Linked DNA regions of Mus musculus: regions 1 and 2 are each linked to region 3. Evidence: chromatin contacts called from public promoter capture Hi-C data. All regions are on one chromosome and are shown on one strand. Each heading gives the region's core, a stretch centred on a gene start, on an enhancer-like site or on the middle of the called end of the contact. The rest is flanking DNA. Distances are from core to core; before and after follow the strand shown.

Region 1 (4,354 bases), core at 64-2,563, 1.6 Mb before region 3:
TCACACCTCTTTAAATGCCTCTCGTTTGCCCCTCTTCTATTCCTCTTTGTCTGGCCTCACCTGCTGACCCAGTGTTGGCTACCTCAAAGGGCCCTTAGATTCCAGGCTTCCCCCAGTCGCAAGAGACCCTTGCTCAGAGTTCATCTCAGCGGGGACTGGCTTTTCAAATGGAAATTCTGTTCTCAGGACCTTTTCCCTGGTGCAGAAGAGAAATAGGTAGGGAAATAACTAGATAACTAGGTGGCAGGTGGCAAAGAATCTCCACAGAATAGGTTGAAAGCAAAAAAAAAAACCTGTATCCCCACAAAGACAAATAACAGCCCAGAATCCTACACGTAGTCCACACGTGTGTGCCACAAAATCCAGGGCAAAAATAAATTCCCAGATTCGCTTGACACCGCTGCCACACAGCTGTCTCAGCCCAGCTCCCAGATCTGCTGCAGTGGTGTTTGTGAAGACAGCGCCTTCTCCCGGGAGCAGAGACCCTGGGGCCCGGCGTTTCTAGGAGGTGATTACTCCAAGCCTTTCAATAACTCATCACTCATCCTGCACTGACCCGAGCCTCACCCTAGAAACTCGGTCACCGTCGAAGTCGACAAGAAAGCCCTTGGCCATCCTAATTCTCCAGGTGACACTGTTACTATGCGCCTGGAGCTCAGGAAAGAGAATCTCTGGCAGGTGCCCACGCCTGAGGCAAAATCAATGGCAACGCTTACAGCTAGGGGCTGAGAAATCTCAACCCCTGCTGGGGCGGTGGGTTTGACAACAGCTACTGGAAAGGTCTCCGGATCCCCACGCCCACCCCTGCAACCCTGCTGGGTATCTCGACCCAATGCAGTCTGAAGGGCGGAACCGGACCGAGAGAGCGCCTCCACGCCCCCTTTGTCTCCACGTTTTCCAAATGACAGGAGAGGAAAGTTTACGAGCCTGGACGGGGTAGCTTTCTTCTGGGTCCATCTGGCACCTCGCAGGAGCCGAGATCCTCGCTGGGATGGGATCGCGCTCTCCTCCTCGGAACAACCAGGGCATTACCTTCATCTGCACCTTGCAACCGGCAAGCCAGGCGTGGGCCACCTGAGTCGCTTCGTCCAGTCGGAAACCTGCCCCCTTCGCCCCAGTATGTCCAGCCTCAGCTGTGCCCCGGGCACCACACTCACCTTTGGCGGCCAAGCTTCCTTCCTTGCGCCCTATTGGGCGGACGGACTGCAGGCGGCGAGGTGCATTCAGGCAGCGGCTGCAGACGAGCTCCTCAGGCGCTGCTGCATTCCGCTTGCGTGGGAGAGCGAGCGGGCGAGCGCGCGGCACGGGCGTATGCGAGTGTGTGTGTTTGTGCGGTGTGTGTGTGTGTGTGCGCTCGTGGGCGGGGTGGGGGCGGGAGTGCGCGGGATCACAGATTCCCCTCGGCGACCATCCCTTGCTAAGCCTCCTCTGCTGCCTCCTCTTGTCGTTGGGTCCAGGTTTTGGGACCTCCCGTTTGTTTAATGAAAGGGAAGGAGCAAAAGGCCGGCGGGGAGGGGGCGTGGGGGGGCGTAGAGGCGGGGAGAGGACCGCGCATGCTCAGAGAGGGGCACCGAGCTTGCTCTCTCTCAAGAGCTGAAGCATGAAGCTTGCAGGGTTGTGCCCCAGGGAGTACCGGAGACTCTGCGGGGTTCCTGGAAGGCAGCCCGGGAATCCCGCTACCTAGGTGCTCCCTGAGCAGAGACGCCAGGGCTCCCGCGCTCTGGAAGCCAGTGGCAGGATCCCCACCCACCTAGGAGCCGCTTCTGCTTGCCAGTCTTTGGTAGCGCTGCGTTTTTCTTGCCTTGGATATTTTTAGTGCTTTCTCAAGCAATCTCTGAGGCCAAAGCATGATATATGCAGAGAAGTCCACAAGGAAACCCGGGCTGCAGGTGGCACCTGGACTAAAATGAGCTTTCTGACTTGGGTTTCCTTCTTCCCCCAACTTCCAGTCTGTGTTTAGCAAGGAGTAAGGGCAGGCAGTCCAGAGTCGTCCAGTCCAAACAGCTTTAACGGCTTCAGGGCAGAAAGGCACATAAAGGGTAGCGGAAGGAAGGTGACTCTCCAAGGACCCTGGATTCAGCCTTGTTCCGTGTCAAGATCCGATGGAGAAGACAGTTGCCTACTCAAGAGGGCAAAAAGAACAATGCAGCCATTGCCCCGCTTGTCTCCAGTGCCAAAGCAATTGTGGGCTCTCATAGGTTGAGGCTTCTGGCCCCTCTGCTAAGTGGAAGAACAACTGTTAGCTTAAGAAAGTCCAGTAAGAGAACTTGAGCCTGTAAAGGCACAGTAACCTGAAGCCACTGGACATTGGCAGGTGAGAGACTCAGCAAGTGGAGTGGAAACTTTCTCAGCGATGTTTGTGCACCAACAAGCGTCCATTTTCTTCTCACAGTTTAATCAAACAGCAGCAGCACACATAACCCCATTTGCTTCCCTACTTTAGAAAAAGACATCCCAAACAGGGGACTTTCTGGAACTCCCTTGCACTCACTTGTTTTTTTTTTTTATCCCTCCAAGGAAGAAGCACAGAAGATGGCCCTCTCTGGCAAATGTTTTCCAAGCTTTCCTTAAAGATCACTTCGGAGGGCTTCCACTGTGCACTTCTAGCAAGCAGATGCCTTCTTGATGAACTCTGACCTGTGTCCCATTTGTCTTCTCAATAATAATGCTGAGTGACACTTGAACAGCAGACAATTAGATCAAATCCTAGGACACACACAGAGGAGAGAAAACAGCATGTCTAAATACCACAAACAAAAGCAAAGTTCAGGAAGGGGCGGGGGGGGGGAACTAAGAACACCAGGATAGGAGGTTCTTAGAAAGAGTGCTGCCCAGGAAGTGTGGCAGGTGGCAATACCTTCCCCCTCATTGAGAATAAAGCTGAGTCCTTTGCTTAAAGAACAGTAACGTTGGATTTCCATCCACCCAGGAGGAAGATCAGGGTCTCCAATGAAACCTCTGACATATATTTGGGGCTCCTAACCATGACTGTTTTTATTTTTTTAATGTTTTGCTATTACAGTATTTAGAAATATCTAAGAGAGATCTGCACGCGCGCGCACACACACACATTCCCTTTAGAACAATCAACAATGTTTACAGGAATTTCAAGGTTCTCATATTAGCAGGGTCAGAGAACAACTTGCAAAAGCCAATCCTTACCCTCCACAATATATGGATCCTGAGAATCAAACTAAGTTTGTGGTGTTTAATTGTGGACACCATAACCTGCTGAGCCATCTCCCCGGGCCCCACTTCACCATCTGAAAGTGTCAAGTAGCTTCAAGGTCAAAGGTGAAGAGAACCTTTCATGTGTGGAACTGCGAATCAAGTGGAATCCCTCTATACTGCATCTACTATAGAACTATGAATGGACAGTTCAAGAATAAAACCTTCCTATGTGGGGAGTGGGGAAAATTCAGGGGGGACACGATGTACACAAAGCATATAACACTTCCTAGCTTGCATGGCTCTCTGCAAACTGCGGCTCTCAGTGTTTTGGTTAACGTTTTCATTACCCTGAATTTTGTTTTAAGCTGAGATTTTCTTTTCTAAGAGAGTGCAAGTGAAAAAGTTGAAAACCAAAGCTTCCCAATTTTCCCTTCTGGCTTCTTCTATCACCCACGCACGCATCACCCTAATGTATTTAAATCCATGTAGTAAAAAGAATACTATGAAGACACGTGGCCTTGCAAATAGTAACTAATTCTAGCCTCACCTTTCTGCTCATGTATGGACATAACGGTGAGACAGGCGTGTCTTCAAGCAAGCATGTGCACCCCTTATTTCTCATCGTATGAATAGAGGTCCACCCCCCCCACCCGACTGGCACTTTCCTTGGCAATCAACTTTGAAAAATATTTATCTTTACATTTGACATTAGCTTAGCTAAGTAGGGTTTCATATGCGGTTTCCAGGCACATTTCATTTTGGATGATTACTCCCAGACACATACCCGTCCTTCATCTTACCCCCACTTTCCCCACTGTATCTTCTCACACACACCCGCATTCCCTGCTCCACCTTACTCTGTTACTAGCCCCACCCCAACTCCTTTAAAGTGTCCTTCTTCGAAGTCACGTGGGCCCCTTTCTAGTTTCCTGCCTTTACCTATATTTACTCCCTTCTGGATACACAAACTCAATAGCTAGCGGCAAGGATCCGCATGGGAGAGAACATATGGTACTGGTCTCTCTGAGCCCGTGTTAGCTCAAATAATGCTTCCAGTTGCATCCATCTTTCTGCAAACTTCACGAATTCCTCTTCCTTTACGGTTGAATAAAAGCACGCAGTGCATGTGTATATTTTCACTACCCACTCACCTGCTACTAGACGACATATTTTCTTCCCATCT
Region 2 (4,176 bases), core at 450-2,949, 1.1 Mb before region 3:
TACTTCTTTCAGCGAATGTCTGTTGGCCATTAAACTCACCTTGGTGTAAGCGGGACACGGATAAGAGAAACCACATGAACTACTAAACTGAGATTTATAAGAATAAGTTTCGATTATATAAAACAGTTAATACAGCTACATTTTTGAAAATTTCTTAAATTTTTCTGAATGCACAAAAACACACTAAGTTTTTGCATAAAACTGCAAGAGAAGAAACAGAAGCTGGGCGTTATAGATGCTAGCAGAGGGGACTGGAACAACTCAACAGTTTTCATGAATAAATCATTATTAATATACACAATTTCTTAAAAAAACAGACCCAAAATGTTAAGATTTTATTTATAAAGCTTTTCCTTGTTGTACAGAAAGTAAAAACATTGTTACAATCGCAGTGTAACTGGCAACCAGGACAGTCAACTCACCAATCACAGCTGTCACGATACAGCAAGAGTCTTACACGAAAACCTAACAACGTTTACAATTTTGTTGGGGCGAAGTCCCCAGGCTTGGTGGTGGATTACCAAGGGGCTAACGGAGGAAGGCGGAAAGGCGGAATGTCGCGGGAACTATTCTTTGGCTCTTTGGGTGGGGGTGTCCTGGGGCTTGTATCACAGCTACCTTTTTAAAACAGCTATCAAAATTATTTTTAAAAGGACACAGATAGAACTCAAAAACTGTATACTGATTCTCATTCTAAACATTTAAACAGTTATTGTAGCAACATCAACTTAAAATGTGAGACGGTCAGACTAGCTAAGGGCTAACAGCAATAGTCAAAACGTAAGTACGCATGCGCAGAACCTCCAGGCCAGGGTAGCACGCTCTTCCCACAACGCGGGGGAAGTGGCCTAGAAAGCAATCCGCGCCTTTCCCCACAACTCACCCAACGTTCTCCGCATCCTCGTCACACTCGGCCTTGTACTTGCACGGTCCACACTTGGAATGTTTCCTGTGAGCCCCTGCTCCTGAGCCTTCCTCCTCTGCTGAAAGAGAAAAGTCCACCTTTCACGCAGAAGTTGCGATGGATCCTTTCCAGGCCTTTAGGAACCATCATCTTCTTTTGAAGGAAAAAGCGCCCAAGGTTCTGGAGAGAATCACTTCTAAAAAGCTCTCAGAGTTAGAAGCAAAAACCGCTGCGGCTACTGAACAACATATCCCCACGACACAGCGAGGTTAGCGAAATAACGTCTTAGGCTGTGTGTGCTGGGACAATACGGAAGGTTTAATAAATGAGTTTCTAAAGAATTGCCCTTTAATATTGAGTAGAAGAAAATAAAACATGCGCAAAAAACCAGTCTGTGACTCTCCTCGCCCAGAAGCGCCTGTGGAGGCTGACTGGCACAGACATGCTGGAACACAGCCTGCGAAAACCGTATTATCATCACCTCCCTTCACACTAGCTCCACACCCAACTTTCTAAACACACAAAAACTCACTTCACAGTCAAAAGAAATATTTGTCTCCGATTCAGCATGAGGAAAGGGATGCTCTTACAAGTCCCTCTTCTCTAGTTGATCCACTTAGCATAGACAAAAAAATATGCAGATGTAGAAATCTTCGAGTCTCCCATTTCCCAGCCACAGAAGGAGCACGTATCATTGTCAGCAAAGAACTCACAGTCCCTAGACAAGGGCAACCTGCACCTGTGGGCCTCAACTAGAGTGAGTCTTTGCAGCTCTCTCAAAGAAGGCCAGGAGGTCAGCTGTGAGGAAGGAGTCTGGCCTCGAGGGACGTGGTGTGTGATAGAATTCCGTATAGGGGAGCCAGTCAGTGAAGGACTTATCAAAAGGCGTGTCTACAGATAACGTAGACACCTAACCTCCCCAGTGTCTGCTATCTGCCTAGTCTGACTGGGAGCACTCAAACACAAATGAATACCCAAACAGATTGCAATAATCATGATAGCTAATAATTCTGAGACTTCAGAACCATCATGAAATCCGACATGACTGAGCTAACCACTGAACATTCCAGCCCGTGCTCCCCTGATGGCTGACAACAGCCTACATTCTCAGCTAAATAGCCAGGACTGTAGTATATTAACAAATCTTAGGAGCATCTGAGGCTCCTAATGGAACAGGGATCGCAGGGACCAGGTCATGTGATCTCTTAACATCCTTTCTTGCTCTCAGATCTAAAATTCATGAAGTTAGCGTTCACACGTGATTACAGAGCTCCAGCTTAAACACGTCCATTTAAATCAAATCCTATTGTTCAGTAGCTTTTATCATTTTCTTTCCGGCTGAAACTCCCATCCTTGCACTCCTCCCCATAAGTGTTCTGTTCTCTGCAGTCCTTCAAAGTCCCTTCCACCTCAGAAACTTTGGGAACCTATGAGGAAGGCGCAGCCTGACACAAGGTTTCATGTGGCTAGGATCATAATTACAGCTTATACTTGCGCTTGAATTTTTCCCAGTGAGTGGTCTTTTAACATATCCTCAGGGTACCTCAAATATTATTGTGCATAGAGTAGATAGTAAGATTTACAGCTTCATTAAACATGAGGCAGATTAGTCATCCTCATTCCGGCCCTGCAATGCTATTACCAACTATGACATCAGAAACCATTTTTCTCTGAAATAAAATTTAAAACAGAAAATTTTTAAACTTTTGATTTAACTCTTAATTCTACCAGAGCTGTTTTGTGGGCTTTCTCTTCTAGACACAACTTACTCTAGATTTAAAAAAAAAAAAAAAAAAAAGAATCCTTATGACTTACGATTTAAAAAAAAAAATAATAGAAGCAAATAAAAGAGATTTCAAAGTTCTGTTTCATGATAAAAATCACTTGTGTGGACAATCCTGAGCAGAAGTCAGCTTGTGTAACCTGAATTTAACAGGAGCTATGATGGGTTCCCTTTAGTCTGACAATATACCTTCAGTGAAAACACTGTGGAACAAAGACTGCCTGAGGTTACAAGGAGAGCCAAAGTAGCCTTGGTGGCCAGGGGACAGAGCTCCCTGTAAGGATGGTGGTGGTGGTGATGAGCCACGACGCTGCATATCATTAAAAGTCCTTGAGCTAGGAACTTCAAGTGAGGAAGCCCTTATGGTGTCAGAGTTTTATCTCAGCGTTGTTAAATATCAAAGGAGAACATCTGAACTGGACATGGAGGACCACGCCTGAAATCCCATCACTTGAGAGGCTAAGACATGAGAACAGAGGGGAGTTCCAAGCCAGCCTGAGCTACAAATGTACTCTCTCAAAATAGTCAAGTCATTGAAACTTACCTCCTTCTCCAGATCCAGAGCCGTTATCTGAGAAGAGAAACAACAAATGTAAATATTTCTCCTGGAAATTCTCTTTTCAGATAGTAACATTTCTTTTTTTTTTTTAATTAATTTATTTATTTATTATATGTAAGTACACTGTAGTTGTCTTCAGACACTCCAGAAGAGGGAGTCAGATCTCATTACGGATGGTTGTGAGCCACCATGTGGTTGCTGGGATTTGAACTCTGGACCTTCGGAAGAACAGTCGGGTGCTCTTACCCACTGAGCCATCTCACCAGCCCAAACATTTCTTATCATAAACAAAAAACAACAAAAAAAAAAAAAAAAAAACCCTATGGCATCCAGGATCATATATTTCTTTTCTCACATTTCTGGCAGCTAGGTTTATTTTCATATGTCTACTTTAGGCTGTACAGAGTAAGTAGCCTAGACACATAACCATCAGTCTTTCTAACATATTAGAATACATTTCTTACATCTCAGAAGGCAGCCGGCCAGGAAATACCCAGATCCCATGTACCAAGACTAAAAGATACTATGAACAGCTAAACAGAAATGATTTGCCCACCCATTTAAAAGGTAAAAGGAAATTTTAATTTTGTTAGGGCTGGAGAGGAGCTGAATAAACTGCTTCTAGTAGAAAGATAAAGGCTGAGCCTGGCTCCAAAAGTCTTCTTAATCAAATTTGTGGATACAGACCAGAGGCCAAAAGGCAAAAAAAAAAAAAAAAAAAGTCCCTAAGGTTTAGCAAGGAGAACCTCCCTCAGGGTTGAATGTGCATAGTAATGATAAAATTAGCTTCCTCTGGGAAATCTATCCAGGATAAATCTCAGAGAGAGCACAGTCTAAAATGTAACTAATGTACAATTTTTTAAAAAAATTATAGTACTGGGCCTTATACATACTAGGCAGTTTTATTTTGTAGGGCTGGACCTTGTACAT
Region 3 (4,556 bases), core at 813-3,312:
GTGCTAGTGATCAAGCCTGCGGCCTTACACGTGCTAAGCAAGCTCTCTATTCCCGAGCTATCTCCCCGCTATATCCTCAAGCCTTCCTCTTCACATTGTTAAGGGTGGTTTTAAAGCGCTCCTTTGCGTTTTCAAAGTCTACTCCTCTCTACAAAAACCTTTACTAGTAGTTCAACAAACACAACAATACGGCTGACTGATTCCTTCAGTCAACATTTTCTTGTGGCATGATTTAAGGCAAGAGCTAAGGAAGAGGGCTTGGGCAGGTGTTCTGTCAAAGCAGAGGAGATGAACATGCAGATGTAAATAGTAGTATCCTATTACAACTACAATCCTAGCACATAGGAGGTGAAGGAAGGATGATCTGAGTTCAACCCTAGGTTGTGTGGGAATGTCTAAAAAGAAACTAACTAACTAAAAAAAAAAAAAAAAGAAAAGAAAAGGAAAGAAATGGTAGTAAGCTCAGAATTGCTGGCTCACAGGAGGGAGAAAGGAGAGGCGTGGAATCCCTCTGAAAGCCTTTTTTAACAGGCACCACCAGAAACTTACAGAGAACCTAAGTGGAAGAGCAACTGGAGGGTGAATAGTGGTGTAAATTCAAAGCAGAAGAAGTTGAGGGCTAAACTGGGGGGACAGAAATGGAGGAAAAAAAGTAGTGAGGTCTTCCTATGAAATATGGCATATGACTGTACAGAGAAGACACACCAAATTAAAAAAGATAAATAACTGGAGTTTCTAGATTTCTATAAATAAGCAGTGACATTTAAAAATAAGGAGACCCTGAAGCTGGAAAAGTGGCTGAGAGGTTAAGAATACCTGTTGCTCCTGCAGAGAACCCCAAATCGGTCCCCAGTACTCATATGGTAGCTCACAATCATTCATAACTGCAGTTTCAGGTGACCTCCAAGGACACCAGGCAAGAAAGAGATGCGCGCGCGCACACACACACATACATACACACACACACACACACACACAGGTGCGTGCAATACACACACATACACAAAATAGACTTAAAAAGAAAGACACACACACAGCTGGGATGGGGAACCAGGGTGACAGACTGTGTAAGACACATTTTGTTAAACTGAGTGTGTATGGGACCTCCATATGGAAGACTGAAAGGTAAAGCCTCAGACACACCAGCTTTATGCCAACGCTTTTCCTAAAGTTATTCCTGATCCTAGTCTAATTTACCTTTAACTAAAGTGGTGCGTGCAGCTGATCAAGGAGAGGAAAACCATGCCTCCCTCCTAAAGGGCCTTTAACTAACTAGATGGCCACGTCAGCTCGGGCTCACTCGGCCCCTATTAATCTTTCCATCCTGGAACTCCTCCTTCCAGCAATGCAATGCAACCCTGGGTACCTAGCCTCCTCCAGCCATAACCGGGCGTCCCCCGCAAGCCCCCAGCCACTTACCTCTGCCGAACAGTGGATCCCGCAGCCCGTGCGGCCACCGCTTTGCTGGGAGAGCGGCCAGAGGAGCCCACGTTGGTGCCACTGGGCGTTGGACCCGGCTGCAGAGGGAAGCAGACAAACAGTGAACATCGCGGGTCAAATCCTCTTCACACCCCCGACCCCACACCCACCCGAGAAGCTGGGAAGAGCAATGAGGTCCCAGAAAGGAAGACCAAGATAGGGGCTAGTGCACCCCATGGAAGCGGGGACCGCGCACCATGCTGATGCCTAAGAACGGTGGGCACAGGAGGCAGGAAGAGGGAAGTCGTGAAGTTGCCGAGCACTCAGAACTCTCGTAGATACAGGCTCTGGCACCGCCCCCCGGCCGGCTGGCAGGGCCTTCGCAGACTCTTGGATGACTGGGCTGTCCTGAGATATGCCTGTAAAGATTACGCCGACAACAACTGGGCCGTGTGAAAGTACAGCCCTTTCGCTTCTTTTATGTAATTTATTTAGCGTGCTTAATATGGTCAAACATCACCAAATTGCAAGCTTTGGACAGGTCCACATGAGAAATTGAGTCAGGCATTTTCTTAGCGCCCACAAGCTTATCGCTGATGTGGCCTAAACTAACGCAGGCGTAGTTGCGCTGGCTCGGCTTTCAGTAGCCAGAGGGGGCCAGGGGCGGAGCTTGCAGGAGCTTGCAGAAGCTCGCGCGGAGAGCGCAAGCGCGGCTCATCTACCATGGCCGAAAACCTGTACCGAGCCCGTTCCCGGGTTTACAGCCCATCTGTGCTGTTTCTGCACCCAGACATGGGTATAGGCGGAGCCGAGCGCCTAGTGCTGGACGCGGCGCTGGCGCTGCAGGAGTACGGCTGTGATGTGAAGATATGGACCGCGCACTACGACCCGAACCACTGCTTCATCGAGACCCGCGAGCTCTCGGTGCAATGCGCAGGGGACTGGCTGCCTCGCAGCCTGGGCTGGGGCGGCCGCGGCGCCGCCATCTGCTCCTACGTGCGCATGGTCTTTCTGGCGCTCTACGTGCTGTTTCTCTCCGGCGAGGAGTTCGACGTGGTGGTGTGCGACCAGGTGAGGCCGCCACCAATTCTTGGCTGGGGGGGGGGGGGGGGGGCGGCGCCGAGAGGGGGGGAGGGACCGCTGTTCTAGGTTTTTAGGAACTGTCCAGCAGGAGTCCCCAGGGAGAGAACGGCCACCAATTTTAGTATGGATAGACCCTTTAAAATGGCAGATCTCAGGGACATCTCTCCCCCGCCCCCTTCCTTTCGTTGAAGATCCTTGAGGTAGGGCTTATGTGTCTGCATTTTAAATGTTTAGCCTTGGGACTAAAATGATTGGATCCAGGTGGTTGCTGGCATTAAAAGACGACTTCCGGCCACACCTTGTATGTGACTCAATTTACTCTTCTTTCTTCTCCGTTATTCCTTTGTCTCTGCTTTCAGGTCCCATCCATCCCACCCTTCCAGTCTTTCTAATACTGCCATTCCAGTACTTAGCAGTGCCACGGATTAAAGTCAAGCTAAACATATCGTTTCCCCATTAGGGTCCCCATTGGTCTTTGGAGAAAAATCCAGTTATTTTGTCTATACAAGTGTCTGAGCTTGCATATCAAAACCAGAGGTCAGCTAATATTCACCTGAACATTGGAGTCAGGCTCTCTCACTGAACCTGGAACTGAAAGATTGAGCTAGACTTTTGGACAGGTGTGCACTGCCATACCCAACATTCCTGGAGCCAACCCTCAGTCCTCAGTGTTTTTTTTTTTTTAATTAAGAAGTAACATTTACTCAGGAGTAAAAGTTCAAATAGGAAGTATAATGTAAAAATTCCCTGTCCCCATCCTTGAGAGGGCGAGCCATTGTCAACAGTGTCTTCTGCATCCTTCCAGAAGTGATGTGTGGCCCTGGTAGTATATGTGTCTGTTTCCTGCTACATCTTATATGTACACAGCTGGGATCCAGTTTACCTGCTGTTGGACTTTTTGCTTTTGTTCTGCAAAAATTTGAAACATCTTGCTTATTGATATTCAAGATCCACATCAGTCTCTTCAGTGACTGGAAAGTCCCCTGTCCTGTAAATATTTCAGTCTTCCCTAAAAGACACTAACATTGCTGTGTGTGTGTGTGTGTGTGTGTGTGTGTGTGATCCTAGGTGTGACACTAGATATGACATCCTAATACTGCATTTATTTCACTTCTTACAGTCCTCTGAGGAATCTCCTGATAGTCATGGTCATTGTAAATGTCAGTAACAGTTTCCAGCCTTTACTTACAATGATGTCACCTTATTCTTCCAAGGTCTATACTTGGCTACCCAGTGCTCTTATCTAAGCTGACATGTGGAAATAGCCACAGTTGCTCCAGGGAATCTTTAATTATGATCCTGAGTTGCACTGAACCACCCTGAGGAAGCCGTATGTTCATGGTTAATGCAGACATTTACCCAGGTCCTATGGATTCAGTAATACCAGGCAGCTAGTCAACCAGGAAAAGGCTTATGGCCAAGGAGGTTAAGGCGACCAGTCACTTATCTACTGTTTTACCTTGGTTAGGTGTCTGCCTGTATCCCGGTGTTCAAACTGGCCAGACGGCGTAAGAGGGTCCTATTTTACTGTCACTTCCCAGATCTGCTGCTTACTCAGAGAAATTCAGCTCTGAAGAAGTTCTACAGGGCCCCCATCGACTGGATCGAGGAATACACCACAGGCATGGCAGACCGCATCTTGGTCAACAGCCAGTACACTGCTTCCGTCTTTAAAGAAACCTTCAAGACCCTGTCTCACAGAAATCCTGATGTGCTCTACCCATCTCTGAATATCGGCAGCTTTGACTTGGCTATTCCTGAAAAGATAGATGACCTCGTCCCCAAGGGGAAGCAATTCCTGTTCCTCTCTATCAACCGATACGAAAGGAAGAAAAATCTGCCCTTGGCACTGAGATCCTTGGTGCAGCTTCGGAATCGGTTACCATCTCAAGAGTGGGATAAGGTTCATCTCTTCATGGCCGGTGGTTATGACGATAGGATCCCGGAGAACGTGGAGCACTATAAGGAGTTGAAGAAAATGGTCCAAGAGTCAGACCTTGAGCGTCATGTGACCTTCCTGCGGTCCTTCTCGGACAGACAGAAGATCTCACTCC

Evidence for each region. Promoter capture Hi-C pulls out the DNA fragments that hold promoters and counts their contacts.
Region 1: a promoter capture Hi-C map of stem cell-derived epiblast-like cells shows a contact between it and region 3, with 6 times the contacts expected there. The contact joins the promoter of Plppr1 here to the promoter of Alg2 in region 3. A contact is called at or near these places in 3 of 39 promoter capture datasets (hippocampal neurons, liver and stem cell-derived epiblast-like cells) and 1 of 115 datasets of contacts at active chromatin or transcription factors (astrocytes).
Region 2: a promoter capture Hi-C map of hippocampal neurons shows a contact between it and region 3, with 4 times the contacts expected there. The contact joins the enhancer-like site here to the promoter of Alg2 in region 3. A contact is called at or near these places in 2 of 39 promoter capture datasets (cranial neural crest and hippocampal neurons) and 4 of 115 datasets of contacts at active chromatin or transcription factors (astrocytes, embryonic forebrain, embryonic stem cells and 1 more).

The regions. Positions count from the first base shown.
Region 1 is chr4:49,056,421-49,060,774 of GRCm38.p6, reverse strand. Plppr1 (phospholipid phosphatase related 1) reads right to left here and starts at 1,313. Exons shown (of 8, transcript NM_178756.4): 1 at 1,158-1,313.
Region 2 is chr4:48,614,039-48,618,214 of GRCm38.p6, reverse strand. Tmeff1 (transmembrane protein with EGF-like and two follistatin-like domains 1) reads right to left here. Exons shown (of 10, transcript NM_001356272.1): 4 at 3,232-3,258; 5 at 884-983. Among named protein-coding and RNA genes, the nearest start is that of Tmeff1, 31 kb to the right of the region's middle. Within about 2 kb of position 1,699, at least 15 of the 459 cell types and tissues checked have an H3K27ac peak or open chromatin away from gene starts, as enhancers often do. A contact at or near this core is called in hippocampal neurons, where this site is marked.
Region 3 is chr4:47,471,873-47,476,428 of GRCm38.p6, reverse strand. It overlaps Alg2 (asparagine-linked glycosylation 2 (alpha-1,3-mannosyltransferase)), which reads left to right and starts at 2,062. Exons shown (of 2, transcript NM_019998.3): 1 at 2,062-2,490; 2 at 3,971-4,556. The coding sequence starts at 2,143. It overlaps Sec61b (Sec61 beta subunit), which reads right to left and starts at 1,768. Exons shown (of 4, transcript NM_024171.2): 1 at 1,676-1,768; 2 at 1,420-1,517. The coding sequence starts at 1,678.